Linked DNA regions of Sus scrofa: regions 1 and 2 are each linked to region 3. A link is a contact called in public Hi-C and HiChIP or PLAC-seq data. All regions are on one chromosome and are shown on one strand. The core of a region is the stretch at or near the end of the contact, and the rest is flanking DNA. Distances in the headings are between cores, read along the strand shown. Region 1 holds the start of UBE4B (ubiquitin conjugation factor E4 B). Region 2 holds the start of PGD (6-phosphogluconate dehydrogenase, decarboxylating). Region 3 holds the start of KIF1B (kinesin-like protein KIF1B).

Region 1 (4,034 bases), core at 1,078-3,577, 150 kb after region 3:
GAGTCAAGACCTTCCTCATGGACTGGGTAAAGGAAACAGGCAGTTCAGATTACACGCATCTTTAACTGGTCTGTATGCTTTAATGGTTTGAAAATAATTTCTTGGTGAAAACTCGTGTGAAAAAATTTCTAAACCAGAAACAATTTAGAGAACATAAACAAAAAAAAGTTATCTCTGCACATAATGGACTACTAAAAAACTCTTTGACTGAAGAGAAAAGAACTGTTAGGATTAATATTAAAGGAAAAATGGAGGTGTAGTTTTTAAAAGTACTACATAAAAGAACTTTTTAAAAGCACCACATAAAACAAAGTGCCTCTAAGGGGAATCTCCTGATAGGTCCTCACTGAAAGAAACCGTACGATATTTCCTAGTTTAAGATTACATTATTGATGTATTTAGAAAACAAAGTCAGTAACACCAAACGGGCGATCCTGACTTTCCAAACACAACCAGGTATCAAAACCAAAAAAATGATTTGCTACCCTTCCTATGTGACCCCTAACCCACCACTTGCCTGACTCATCCCTGGAGAATTTGTTCCCAGGTAAACACATCAATTACTCTGTAGCTAAAACTGAAGCATGGAAGTTTTATAGCACAACCAACCTAATGGATGACTACCTTCATGATACTGTAGGGAAATTGTACATGAACCAGAGGAAGAAATGGTAGGCTGAAGAGAGTAAGGCCAGCAGGGTCCTGAAAGGCAAGATCCCAATGTGTAAAAATGAAGGGAAAAGTCAACAGAGGCACAGGAAATTCCTTGTAGCCTAAATGCCACTGTTTTTAATGATTATTATTAAATTATCTTGAACACATCAAGAAGGGGATGCGAAGACTCCTTTCTGAAATAATAATGAGGGGGTCCACAAAGTCATGTGCTTCCTGTTTGGTGTCTGCAACAGCATAACACAAGTTTGAAAGGGACAAAAACTAGAAGAAAGCAGAATGAAAGAGAAGTAAGCCAGAAGTCAGCGGTCTGTTAAAATGCTAGAATTTAACTGTAATTGACTAAGCTATTGAGAAGAAATGTATTGCGTTCAACATCAAAGAAATCTGTAGGTCACCCCCAAACACAAATGTAATGTTTAATTAACTTCTACGATGAAATGGCCATAAAAACTCGGGATTTCAAATCTTTCAAAAACATACACCCATGCATTGATTCCATCCAAAATTATTCTTTAAATCTCTGCAGTACGGCGCGCGCGCGCGAGGGCCAGCGCCAGCGCGAGCGCGCACAGACACACGCACAACTTGATGTAAATCTAGCCTTTCCTGCTTAAACACCCTGAGAGAGGAATGAAAGGCTCAATATGCTCTCCCCTTCTTTAGACCCTAAAAGACTCGAAAACAAGCAAAAGGAGTTCAGGATGAAAAAAGAAGGCAAAGGAATACAAGCGAATACAACCAGAGATCCTCTCAGGGACTCATTTTATTCTTGGAAAATGTCATCTCCATTCCTGCCCAAAGGCCAGGCACCACTGGCGCAATCTCCTCCCTATCCGAAACGCCAGAGAGTTGGCCAACTCATCTCCCAATGTGTCCCCCAACCTCCTCACCTCATCAGCGCTCAGCTCCTCCATCGCTTTCCTCTTAATGGTGAAAGGCGTTACGGAGAGATCCTTCTGTTCTTTGAGACCAGGGCGGGAGGAGAGTGGAAGGTGTCTTTCGGGCTGTCTGGTCCCCCGAATGGGGGAGGTTTCAGAATTGCATAGTCAGAGGTTAAAAAATAAGAACACGAGAGGCACTGAAATGCCTTGGCGTCAGTCACTCCAATCGCCCCAGAGACTCCTACAGCTGCTTATCCCCGAGCAGCCTCCTCTGACTGCCACTGCTGCTGCTACAGGGTTATCTTAAGGCGCCACTTATTACCCTCTGCTTCCCAGGTTACCCAGACTAGCGAGCTCGGTCTCCAGCTCGCCTCGCGCTCGAAGCCTGCTGTGTCTTCGGGGTGGTGGCGCGGCAGCGGATCTTCCCACCGCAGATCTTGCTCTCCTACCCACCCTTTGCCCCTGGCGGGAACAGTTCAACTGCAGAGTGGGTGCCCCGAGGTAAGGCGACCCCAGAGCCGCCCAGGCAGAGCCCAGCACTGACGAGGGAAGCTCCTCCCCTCCCAAAGCAGGCCGGCCACGCCCCGCCTCCACGCCAGAGCCCGGGCAGGGGGGAGGGGTGGACTGGACTCGCGATGCTCGGGCTGGAAGAGTAAAACCTCCTACCCCTCCACCCCTACTCTTACCCCCTCGCCCCACCAAGTATTATTCATCAAAACAACAGGGCGGCCATCTTTGAAAGGGATCACGTGATCCCGCCAGGGAGGCGGGGCTTCTGGCCCCAAGACGAGGCAGCCAATGGGCCGCGGGCGGCGCGCCGCCGATTTCCTCTCGCCTGCATCTCCTCCCGCCCCCGCCCCACCCTCTTCCCCGCCGCCGCGCGGGGCGGGGGAGGGGCGAGCGGGGCCGCGGGCTGGGGGCGGGCGGAGCGCGGGGGGCGGGGCGGCGCGCTGCCATGGCGACGGCGCGGGCGGCGGGCGAGGCCGGCAGGGCCCCGGTAGGTCCCCTGGAGGACCGCGCGGGCTGGCGGCCGCGGGGAGCGAGCACACGCACCCACGCCGGGAGGGGTGGCCAGGAGGGGACGCCCGCCCGCGACTAGGTCCTACAGCGCCTCCGTTGTTCCCAGACGCTCCTTTCTAGCGACTCAAAAAGGCCACTTCCCTCCACGATGCAGGCGAAATGAAATAAAACAGAAAACGCCTCCTTTCTCGGAGGAGCGTACTCTGCCAGACCGCTCACATTCTGAAAAACCTTTCTACGTACACTCTTCTACCTCCACAAACAAAGCCCATTTAGAAGAAAACTCTGACCCAAGTAGAACTTTCTTTCATAATTGTCCTTTTGTTTCTTTATATTTTATTTTTTCGACCGCCCCGCTGGCATGTGGAGTTCCTGGGCCAGGGTCAGAGCTCACCCATGGTTGAGGTGCAGGTTAGGGATCGAACCTGCGTCCCAGTGCTCTCCAGACACCGCAGATCCTGTTGTGCCACAGGGGCAACTTATTATTGTCCTATCAGAGATAGTTTCTGATTTTTTTTTTCAAGTGCGTCCCAAAATGCTGGCAAAATTTGGGAGTTCCCCGTCATGGCCTAGTGGAACCGAATCTGACTAGTATCCATGAGGACACAAGTTCGATCCCCGGTCTCACTCAGTGAATTAAGGATCCGAGCGCGATGCCCTGAGCTGTGGCGTAGGTTAGAGACATACCTCGGATCCTGCCTTGCTCTGGCTGTGGTGTAGGCCGAAGGCTACAGCTCCGGTCTGACCCCTGGCCTGGGACCCTCCATATGCCACGGATGGGGCCTTAAAGAAAAAAAAAAAAAAGATAAAAAAAATTCGACATCACCAAGAATTATTCTATTAGCAACCTTCGAATGTACAATACAGTATTGTTAACTGTGGTCCCTGTGCTGTAGATTACATCCCCAGGACTGACAAATGGAAGCTTGTACCTTTTGCCCACCCACTACCCCTCTCTGGCAGCCACCAATCTGTTCTCTGAAGAATGCAATCACGTTTAAAACATACAGATCTAAATAGAGCGATCAACATAACAATATCATGAAATTCCAGATTTTGCCACATATGAAGAAGAACATACTGAATGGGCTCATTGACTTACCCATAATCGTAAAGATTGCATTCCAGAATTAAAAGTCACAATTTTTTTCTCCTTACTTCAAATAGTAACATGACAGCTAGATATGTAAGGGATTTGTAAGTAAAATTAAAGCACTGCTGGCTTTCCGCTCTCCAGGAAGGGAATTCTGTGTAAGCCAGACTTTTTTTTTTTTTTTTTTTGTCGTTTTGCCTTTTCTAGGGCTGCTCCTGCAACATTTAGAGGTTCCCAGGCTAGGGGTCAAATCGGAGCTGTAGATTGATGGCCTATGCCAGAGCCATAGCAATGCCAGATCTGAGCCGTGTCAGCTCACGGCAATGCCAGATCCTTAACCCACTGAGCGAGGCCAGGGATCGAAC
Region 2 (4,093 bases), core at 941-3,440, 180 kb before region 3:
TTTCTGAATGTCACCGAGACAACTACTGTCTCCATCCCGGTTGACGATAAACTTTTTTTTTTTTCCTTTTCTAGGGCCGCTTCCCGTGGCATATGGAGGTTTCGAGCTGTGTCTGCGACCTACACCACAGCTCACAGCAATACCAGATCCTTAACCTACTGAGCGAGGCCAGGGATTGAACCCGCAACCTCATGGTTCCTAGTCAGATTCGTTAACCACTGCGCCACGATGGGAACGCCGACGGTGAATTCTTACTGAAATGTCTCTTGGTGTCGTGTTGTCAGAATTTTATACAGAAGGAGTTATTACCACCCGAGGATATGTTGTGACTTAACTGGTGCCAATCAGGTTAACAAACGCTGAGACGTTTAAGCAACAGTTTTGAACGGATCAGATCCAGAAACTGAAAGGGGAAAAAGATCTCTTAAGCAAAAAGAAACGAAACAGCTAAAGGAAGGGAACGAGAGAAGTGCTGCCCACAGGGCCGCAGCTGGGAGGGCGCGGGCCTCACCAGTTTTTCAATGAAATCATCCACAGCCTGACCAGCCTTCACCAGTAGGATGATCCGCCGCGGCTTCTTCAGCATGGAGACCATCTCCTCCAAGGAGCGAGCACCAACCACCCTGGTTCCCTTTGCCTCATTGGCCAAGAAATCATCCACTTTGGAGACTGTCCGATTAAAAGCACAGACCTGGAAGGGCAAAGGCCTGATCAGGAGACCTAGGACACACGAGACCTTCACACCGTAGGCTGAGTAACAGCAGGATTTCTGTGCAGCCCAAGGTTTGGAGGCCAGACCCTGTTTTATCTTTTCCCCACCCAGTGGTGACTGATCACCATAAAGCTAATTTTAACAGGATGAAAAGGCAAAGGTCAACTGCCAGAGATACATGGGGCTAGCTAGTCTCATTATTTGGTTAGGACTCAAATCTAGGAACAGAAGGTTCCAGACTGTTATCTTTTGTTTCTGGTGATCCTTGTATCTAAACTAGTTTAGTATTCACACCGAACTTGCCTCCAGATGCCATTAGGCAATAAAGTTAGAGCTATCCACATCCAGCAGGGTTTCGCCTCCTTAGGCTCCAGACGGGCTTACTCAAGGCTGCAAACCTTTCAGAACCCACAGGCTCACTGAGCAGGACTCTTCTTCTTGAGACAGTCGTGGGGCTGGCCCTCCAAATCCCAGAAGTAAAGTGTTGCTTCTCTCTCTCTTGCAAAAATGTGATAAGCAGCCACAGAGTATATATAAAGAGAACTATCTTACAGGTTATATGGGATCTTTGAAACCAGAACGATCACCAGCATTCAGGCCAAAGCAGCAAGAACCCCTAAGAGTGTGTGTCCCCCCTGACTTACCACAAAGCCGTGGTCGTTCATGTTCAGAATTAAGTTCTGGCCCATGACGGCCAGTCCAATCAGTGCAATATCAGCCCTGAAAGCCAAAGGAAACTGCGTCAGCTGCACTTGGTTCATTACACCTCAAGGACCCAGCATTTTGGAGCTTTTGCTCTTTGTTGAATAACCCGCCTTAACGCTCCTCCATCCCCCTCCCTCCTTTTGCACTTCAGAACCCAGGCTTGCAGCCTTCCTGGAAACTACAGACGGGCCACCCACTCTGCTACTTCACGGATTCGCGAGTTCTCAAGACCTAGCAAACATGCACGCAGAAGGGTGGTCTCGGGGTAACCTCTTCTGTGCTCCGGCCGAGCTGGTAACGACCCCGTTCCAGGCGTCCCGCCCGCCGTCCCCGGGCCCTGGCTCCCCTCGGCCACGCCCGTCCCCTCCCCTCCCTCCTGCGCTTCCTAGGAACCGGATCCGCCGGCGCCACCGCGGGGGGCAGAGGAGCTGGGTCCGAGGAAAAGCGAGGTCGCGGGCTCCCTCGGGGTCCAGCGGTTCCGGAGCCTGGGCCCGAGGGGGCTGAGACCATGGAGGTCCAGGGCTCCGGGCGCCACGAGGCCGGGCTCCGGCGACCCCCGGCACCGAGGCGACGTCGGGGGCAGCTCGGGCCTCGGAAAGTTTCCCGGCCGCCCGCAGGTGGTCACTCACTGGGCCATGGCGGCGGCAGAGCGGGCTGGAGCGAGCAGAGCGGAAGGCAGGAAACGCACGGCGCGGACAACCGGGACTGAACCCCGTCCCGGCTCGCTTCCCCTGGCCGCGGCCGAGGCTTCCCAGCGCCGGCCAGTCAGAAGGGAGGGGTGGAGCTATGGAGCTCAGCCATTGGTCCGCTCCAGCGCCTGTTAGACCACCTGAGGAAAATGGGCTTGCCCACTCCTAGGGCTGGCTCAGGAGAGCGCCGAGCACATCGATGACATCGCTCCGGCGCTCGCGGGGGCGTGGCGCTGGTCACCCGCGCCGGGACTGGCGGAGGGCGGGGGCAGAGGACAAGCGGGGCCCGGATTCTGCTCCGCTGCAAGGTGCGGTAGGGTGATGATGGCTCACGTCCCGCAGCGCTTTCCAGGACAGAGGGCCTTGAACGCCTGTGGTCCAAGTGTCCATTCCCATTGCTGTGGTGCACACCTGAGGTGTTTTTTTGGTTTTTGGTTTTTTTTTTTTTTTTTGTCCTTTGTCCTTTTAGGACCGCACCAGTGGCATATGGCGGTTCCCAGGCTAGGGGGGGTCCTAATCGGAGCTGTAGCCGCTGGCCTAGCCAGAGCCACAGCAATGCGAGATCCAAGCGAGTCTGCGCCCTACACCACAGCTGATGGCAACACAGGATCCTCAACCCACTGAGCGAGGCCAGGGATTGAACCCACACCTCATGGTTCCTAGTCAGATTCATTAACCACTGAGCCACGACAGGGAACTCCAGTGCACACCTGAGTTTAAGCTTGAAATCTCTGGACCTCTGGGCAGGGCCGGGGGGTGTATTCTTGTCTGTGGACACGTGTGATGGGTGCCAGGAAATGTTGCTCCTCACCACGACCTTGAGTGGGAGACGTGTAGCCCCTTTTTGCAGATGAAGAAACTGGCGCAGAGAGGGCAGGCTGGGAATGTACTTGCTGGGGTGGGATGGGGCCGGGCTTGGAGGTCGTGTCACTGAACCCCTTCCCAGCTAAGGAACTAGAAGCGACGCGATGGTGAAAGATCGGTCTAGGACATTAAATATATCTCCCACCGGCAGGAGTCCTGGGTGCACAAGGCATCTTGATCCTCCGCAGGGGACCCTGCCGCCTCCAGCGCAGATCCTTGTGGACTCGCCCAGCTCCTCCAGCACTTTTTAAGGGTTTTTGATTTCTGTGAATGATTCACCGAACAGAGCCTTGCCCTTAGTAAATGTTCAACAGATGTTTAATTACTAGTATCACACAGCTAGTTAGCAGCTAGTTAGCGGCCTCTTGTGCCTATTTCAAGGCCAAGGCTATTTCCATCACACCAGTTGCACAGGTTACTTTGTAATGTAGGTTTTAACAGATACTGTTATAACTTCCATGTTAGCAATGTCCCACAATAGCTGGTTTCCCGCCCCCCCCCCAGGCATGTGGAAGTTGACAGGCTAAGGATGGAACTCCTGTCCCAGCTGTAACCAGAGCCACAGCAGTGACAATGCCAGATCCTTAATCTGCTGAGCCAGTAGCGTCCTCCTAGTGGTTTTTTCCTAATGAAAGTTGTATGTTAATTAAATCACAGTAACTATTTTTTTTTAAATGCAATAGTGGCATCTTACGCTGAAAGTTAAAAATGATACCATAGTCCACTTTATCTTGTATTTTTTCTATATTATGGTTTCTCCACTAGAGACATTCTTTTTATCAATTTTTTTTTTTTTTTGTCTTTTGTCTTTTTGTCTGTTGTTGTTGCTATTTCTTGGGCCGCTCCCGCGGCATATGGAGGTTCCCAGGCTAGGGGTTGAATTGGAGCTGTAGCCACCGGCCTACGCCAGAGCCACAGCAACGCGGGATCCAAGCCGCGTCTTCGACCTGCACCACAGCTCACGGCAACGCCGGATCGTTAACCCACTGAGCAAGGGCAGGGACCGAACCCGCAACCTCATGGTTCCTAGTCGGATTCGTTAACCACTGCGCCACGACGGGAACTCCTTTTTATCAATTTGATCTTTTCCTTGAGTTACTTCCGTATTTGCCTGTTTTGCACC
Region 3 (4,145 bases), core at 587-3,086:
TAATCCAAGAGTCATACCAAGTTAATTAGAAAGCATCACCTTGCTTTTTAGAGAACACAAACTAAGATTTTATTATGACTATGCTAAGCTGACATAATGCCAGCCTTTAAATAAAATATCCACCATGATATCACCTCTTAAGAGCTATTCAAATCCAATCACTATACTTTCATGGGGGCTCAAAGAGATCCATCTGAGACACAAAGCAACATGTTCAGTATCAGCAGAACAGCTGCCTAGAACAGTAAAAGATACGTGAGCAAGAGATCTGTTGACAATCTAATTTCAGCTACCTCGAGATGCCACAAAGATGACAACCTGCGTCCTCAGAAATACTGCTGCAGGCCACTCTCATCATCCGAATATTCCCGTTTACTTCATCTCTGCATGCTGAGCTACTCTGAAAAATCTATCCATCCGATGCAATATACTAATTCAAGGCCTCCATTCTGGTAAACTGGCCTTAGCGATCCTGAGACCTGCCTCTGTATTTGGCATCCTCGGCCCTCTGCACCCATAGCACTGGCTACAGACGATGAACGAAAACACGGCATTTCATCCCCAACAAGAATGGAATCTTAAAGGCACTTTACCTTGGAAGTTCAATTAGCAACTGATCGAGGAGTTGAAGTGTTTTGGGAGTACCATTCGGGTTTTAGGGCCTGGGATGTTTTGTGTTGCATGAACAATGACTAGCTTGCTGGAGCAGCCTCCCAACCCCCACAACTTGGCTCTGGTGCGGCCAGTCACCCTGAAAGCTGCCAGGGCTGTCACTCGGTGCCTTCCAGCAACCGGACTTGGCTCCTAAAGGATTTGTCAGATCATCCTCCCAATATGGCTGCCGGAGTAATCCCGGGCCGCCGAACGCCGAGACCACCCCGGCCTGCCCGCCGCTGGCCAGCATCCAGCATCCAGCGAGCCCCCTCCCTTTCCATCGCGCTGCTCTCTGGTCCCCGCGCCATCGGCTCCCCCCTCCCACGCGACGCCCGCTCCCGCCTTCATCTGGCAAAAGGGCGCAACCACATTCCTAGCCGAAGCCCCGATGCCGATCATAACGGGGAAGCGGGGATGGGGGAAATCAGGCAGGGGGGGCTTCAAAGCCAAGCAGAGCCGCAATGTGCGCAGAGGGCCCAGGGAACGCACGGCCCGCGGCGGCTCAGCTGCCCGACCGCTCCGCACCGCCGGAGCCTCGCGGCTCAGGGGGAGCTGAGGGCTAGTGCGGGGCACTGCGGGGGACCCAGCAGGCCGCTGGCCCCAAGCCCGGGGCTCGCCGCCGGCCCCGGACGGCCCTCTATCCCCGAGGGCGAGGCTCCCCCGCCCCGCCCCGCCCCGCCCGGCGCCCCGCTGGGGCAGCGCCCTCACTACCGGCCGCTCCGGCCCGGAGCTTCCCCCGCTCGGACCCCACCCGCCCCCCGCCCGGCCGCCCCTCCCCCCGGGCGGTCCCCTCCTCAGGCCGGCTGCGCAGCGTCAACCGCCGCCCGCCTTACCTCAGCCGCGCTGCGGACCGACGGGCAGACGGGCCGGGTCAGCAGGCGCCGCGGCGCGCGGGGGCTTGGGCAGCCCGGCACCGACGCTCCTCAGCGCGAGCAGCGGCCGCCGCGAGCAGCAGGGCGCCGCTCGGCAACCCCATCACGCAACGGACCAGCCCCGCATCGAGGGCCGCGGCGGCCGGAAGGCGGGAGCGCAGAGACCGGGACACGAAGACGGGCCGGCGGTGGCGGTGGCGACGGCGGCGGCGGCGGCGGGCGGAGAGAGGCTCTGACTCGCGCTGGCGCCTCCCTGGTCCGCCGCCGTCCGACTGCCCCGCGTCTGTCCTCGCGAAGCTCCGCCCGCAGTCGCCGGCGCGGGACACCGCCCCGAGCCCGGCCGCCGCGCGTCACCTCGGCCCGCCCCGGCGCCTGCGACTGACGTGGGCGTCGACCAATCGCAGGGAGAGCCGGAGATGCGAGGCGGTGGGAGAGGCGGAGACCGCAGGACGCCCCCTAGTGGCTCGGAAGCAGGAGCGGGTGCGGGGGTGCGAGGATGCGGGGTGGGCAAAGGCGGCGCCCACAGTCCCCTCCCAGGTGACCCCCGAAGGGCGTCAGTCGGCGGGAGCCGCGCCCTGCTAACCCGATGATCCGCCTTGTAAGGGGACAAAGCAAGGCTAAGGGAGGCGGAGCGGGACTGTGGGGGCCAGACGCCTGCGGGGGAGCAGAGATGAATGTGGGAGGCGGCCGAGTCTGGAGTCATTGTCCATTTGGAAAACATCTCACCCGTTGAAGCCGTGGAACACTGCGCAGTGAAACACGCAAAGGGATGAGTGTATTATCCCGCAGAAAGCTCCCCGGCCTATTCTTATCCAGCCCGCAAACACCTCCCACACGCCACCTTGGGAAAAAAGGCAGAATGAGTAATGGAAAAGCATGACTTAGTGGGCATTCAACTTGTCTCCTTGGGAGACCGAGTAAGCGCCGTGAGTAAAGGAACAAAATGCTTTGTATCGCCCCGGAATTAACCAACCGAGCTCCCTTCTGGGAGATGCCCTTGAAGGAGGGTTTTTGGAATTCAGAAACCCAAAGAACAGAAGCACCCTGGTAGCAATTTTTTAAAATCAGATTTAGATTCTGCTCAAAAGAAAAGCCCACAACTGTTCATGAGAGGTCCAATTCAGTACTTAACAAAATATTAATTCAACAGTAATTTGTGCAATTTTCATGCCAAGCACCACTGTTTATAAGGCGAAATGCTTTTTGATTTACTAGCAGAAATTGAAAGTAAAATTTAATTTTTTCCTCCTGAATTCAATACAGTATTGGATGTTAAAAGCCTTGTTTATAAGTACAAACGCTAAAGCATCAAAGTTAATTTTTTACACTAATGATTTTGGAAAATTTCCACTCCCGCTTAAGTCCTTATACTTTCCATCCATTCGACGTCTATTGAATATTTCTCGTTTCGTTTAGAATTTTGGGGGGTTTTTTGTTGGTGGTGTTGGTTTCTTTTGCTTTTTTAGGGCCGCATCCAGGGCATATGGAGGTTCCCAGGCTAGGGGTGGATCGGAGCTACAGCTGCCGACCTATGCCACAGTCAAAGCAACTGCCGATCAGGAGCTGAGTCTGCAACCTACACCACAGTTCACAGCAACACCGGATCCTTAACTCACTGAGCGAGGCCAGGGATCAAACCTGAAACCTTGTGGTTCCTAGTCAGATTTGTTTCCGGTTTGCCACACTGGGAACTCCTTATTTAGAATTTAAGAACTTCACCTATTCATAGATGGATTTGACATAGCTTACAATGAAGCATACAAGCAATAAAACTGTATAGCATTAAAGTAGGAGTAAAGTTAATAATAATTTTTAAGTAATAAAAGGCTATATGGGGGACTGTATGAATAAGGGGAATGCATAGAAAGAAAAGTAATATTAAAAAACAGAGTTGGGAGTTCCCGTCGTGGCGCAGTGGTTAACGAAGCCGACTAGGAACCATGAGGTTGCGGGTTCGATCCCTGCCCTTGCTCAGTGGGTTAAGGATCCGGCGTTGCCGTGAGCTGTGGTGTAGGTTGCAGATGCGGCTTGGATCCCGTGTTGCTGTGGCTCTGGTGTAGGCCGGAGGCTGCAGCTCCAATTGGACCCCTAGGCTGGGAACCTCCATATGCCTCAGAAGTGGCCCTAGAAAGGGTAAAAAGACAAAAAAAAAAACCACAAAAACCAAAACAGAGTCAAGGCAAGGTGCCCCCACTGAGCACAAAGCTCAGCTCCTAGTTTCCTGAAGGACAAGACAAAAATGAATTACAGTGGAGTTCCCTGGTGACCTAGTGGTTAAGGATTCCATATTGTCACTGCTGTGGCTGGCGTTCCTTCCCTGGCCCGGAAACTTCCATATACCACTGGTGTGGGGAAAAAAATGTAATTATAATGTGTTAATAAACAGAAGCTCATCGATTCATCAGTGGACACCAACTTTTTTCTTAAAAAAAGATCCCTTTGCATTAAGTACTCTGATAAGCACCATGGAGAGTTACAAAAACCTGGATGGTAGTTAATATTATTTGAGCTCGCAGTAGAGCTCAAATTAAAAAGAATCTAAAACAGTGAAAGAAGGGACAAAGAGATCAGACTTGTGGTTGCCACAGGGGAGGGGGTTGGGAGAGGGATGGAGGAGGT

What was found. A called contact is a pair of places that touch in the nucleus more often than the background predicts. HiChIP or PLAC-seq counts read pairs in DNA pulled down with a chosen protein or histone mark.
Region 1: a Hi-C map of skeletal muscle shows a contact between it and region 3, with 3 times the contacts expected there. The contact joins the promoter of UBE4B here to the promoter of KIF1B in region 3. A contact is called at or near these places in 4 of 47 Hi-C or Micro-C datasets (heart right ventricle, liver and skeletal muscle) and 1 of 2 datasets of contacts at active chromatin or transcription factors (alveolar macrophages).
Region 2: a contact with region 3 is called in an H3K27ac HiChIP or PLAC-seq map of alveolar macrophages. The contact joins the promoter of PGD here to the promoter of KIF1B in region 3. A contact is called at or near these places in 1 of 5 promoter capture datasets (fetal liver), 2 of 47 Hi-C or Micro-C datasets (alveolar macrophages and heart right ventricle) and 2 of 2 datasets of contacts at active chromatin or transcription factors (alveolar macrophages and skeletal muscle).

Annotation. Positions count from the first base shown.
Region 1 is chr6:70,344,082-70,348,115 of Sscrofa11.1, reverse strand. It overlaps UBE4B (ubiquitin conjugation factor E4 B), which reads right to left and starts at 2,327. Exons shown (of 27, transcript XM_021095312.1): 1 at 1,566-2,327. The coding sequence starts at 1,589.
Region 2 is chr6:70,673,848-70,677,940 of Sscrofa11.1, reverse strand. PGD (6-phosphogluconate dehydrogenase, decarboxylating) reads right to left here and starts at 2,190. Exons shown (of 14, transcript XM_003127557.4): 1 at 2,047-2,190; 2 at 1,357-1,432; 3 at 512-691. The coding sequence starts at 2,054.
Region 3 is chr6:70,492,835-70,496,979 of Sscrofa11.1, reverse strand. KIF1B (kinesin-like protein KIF1B) reads right to left here and starts at 1,836. Exons shown (of 46, transcript XM_021095324.1): 1 at 1,488-1,836.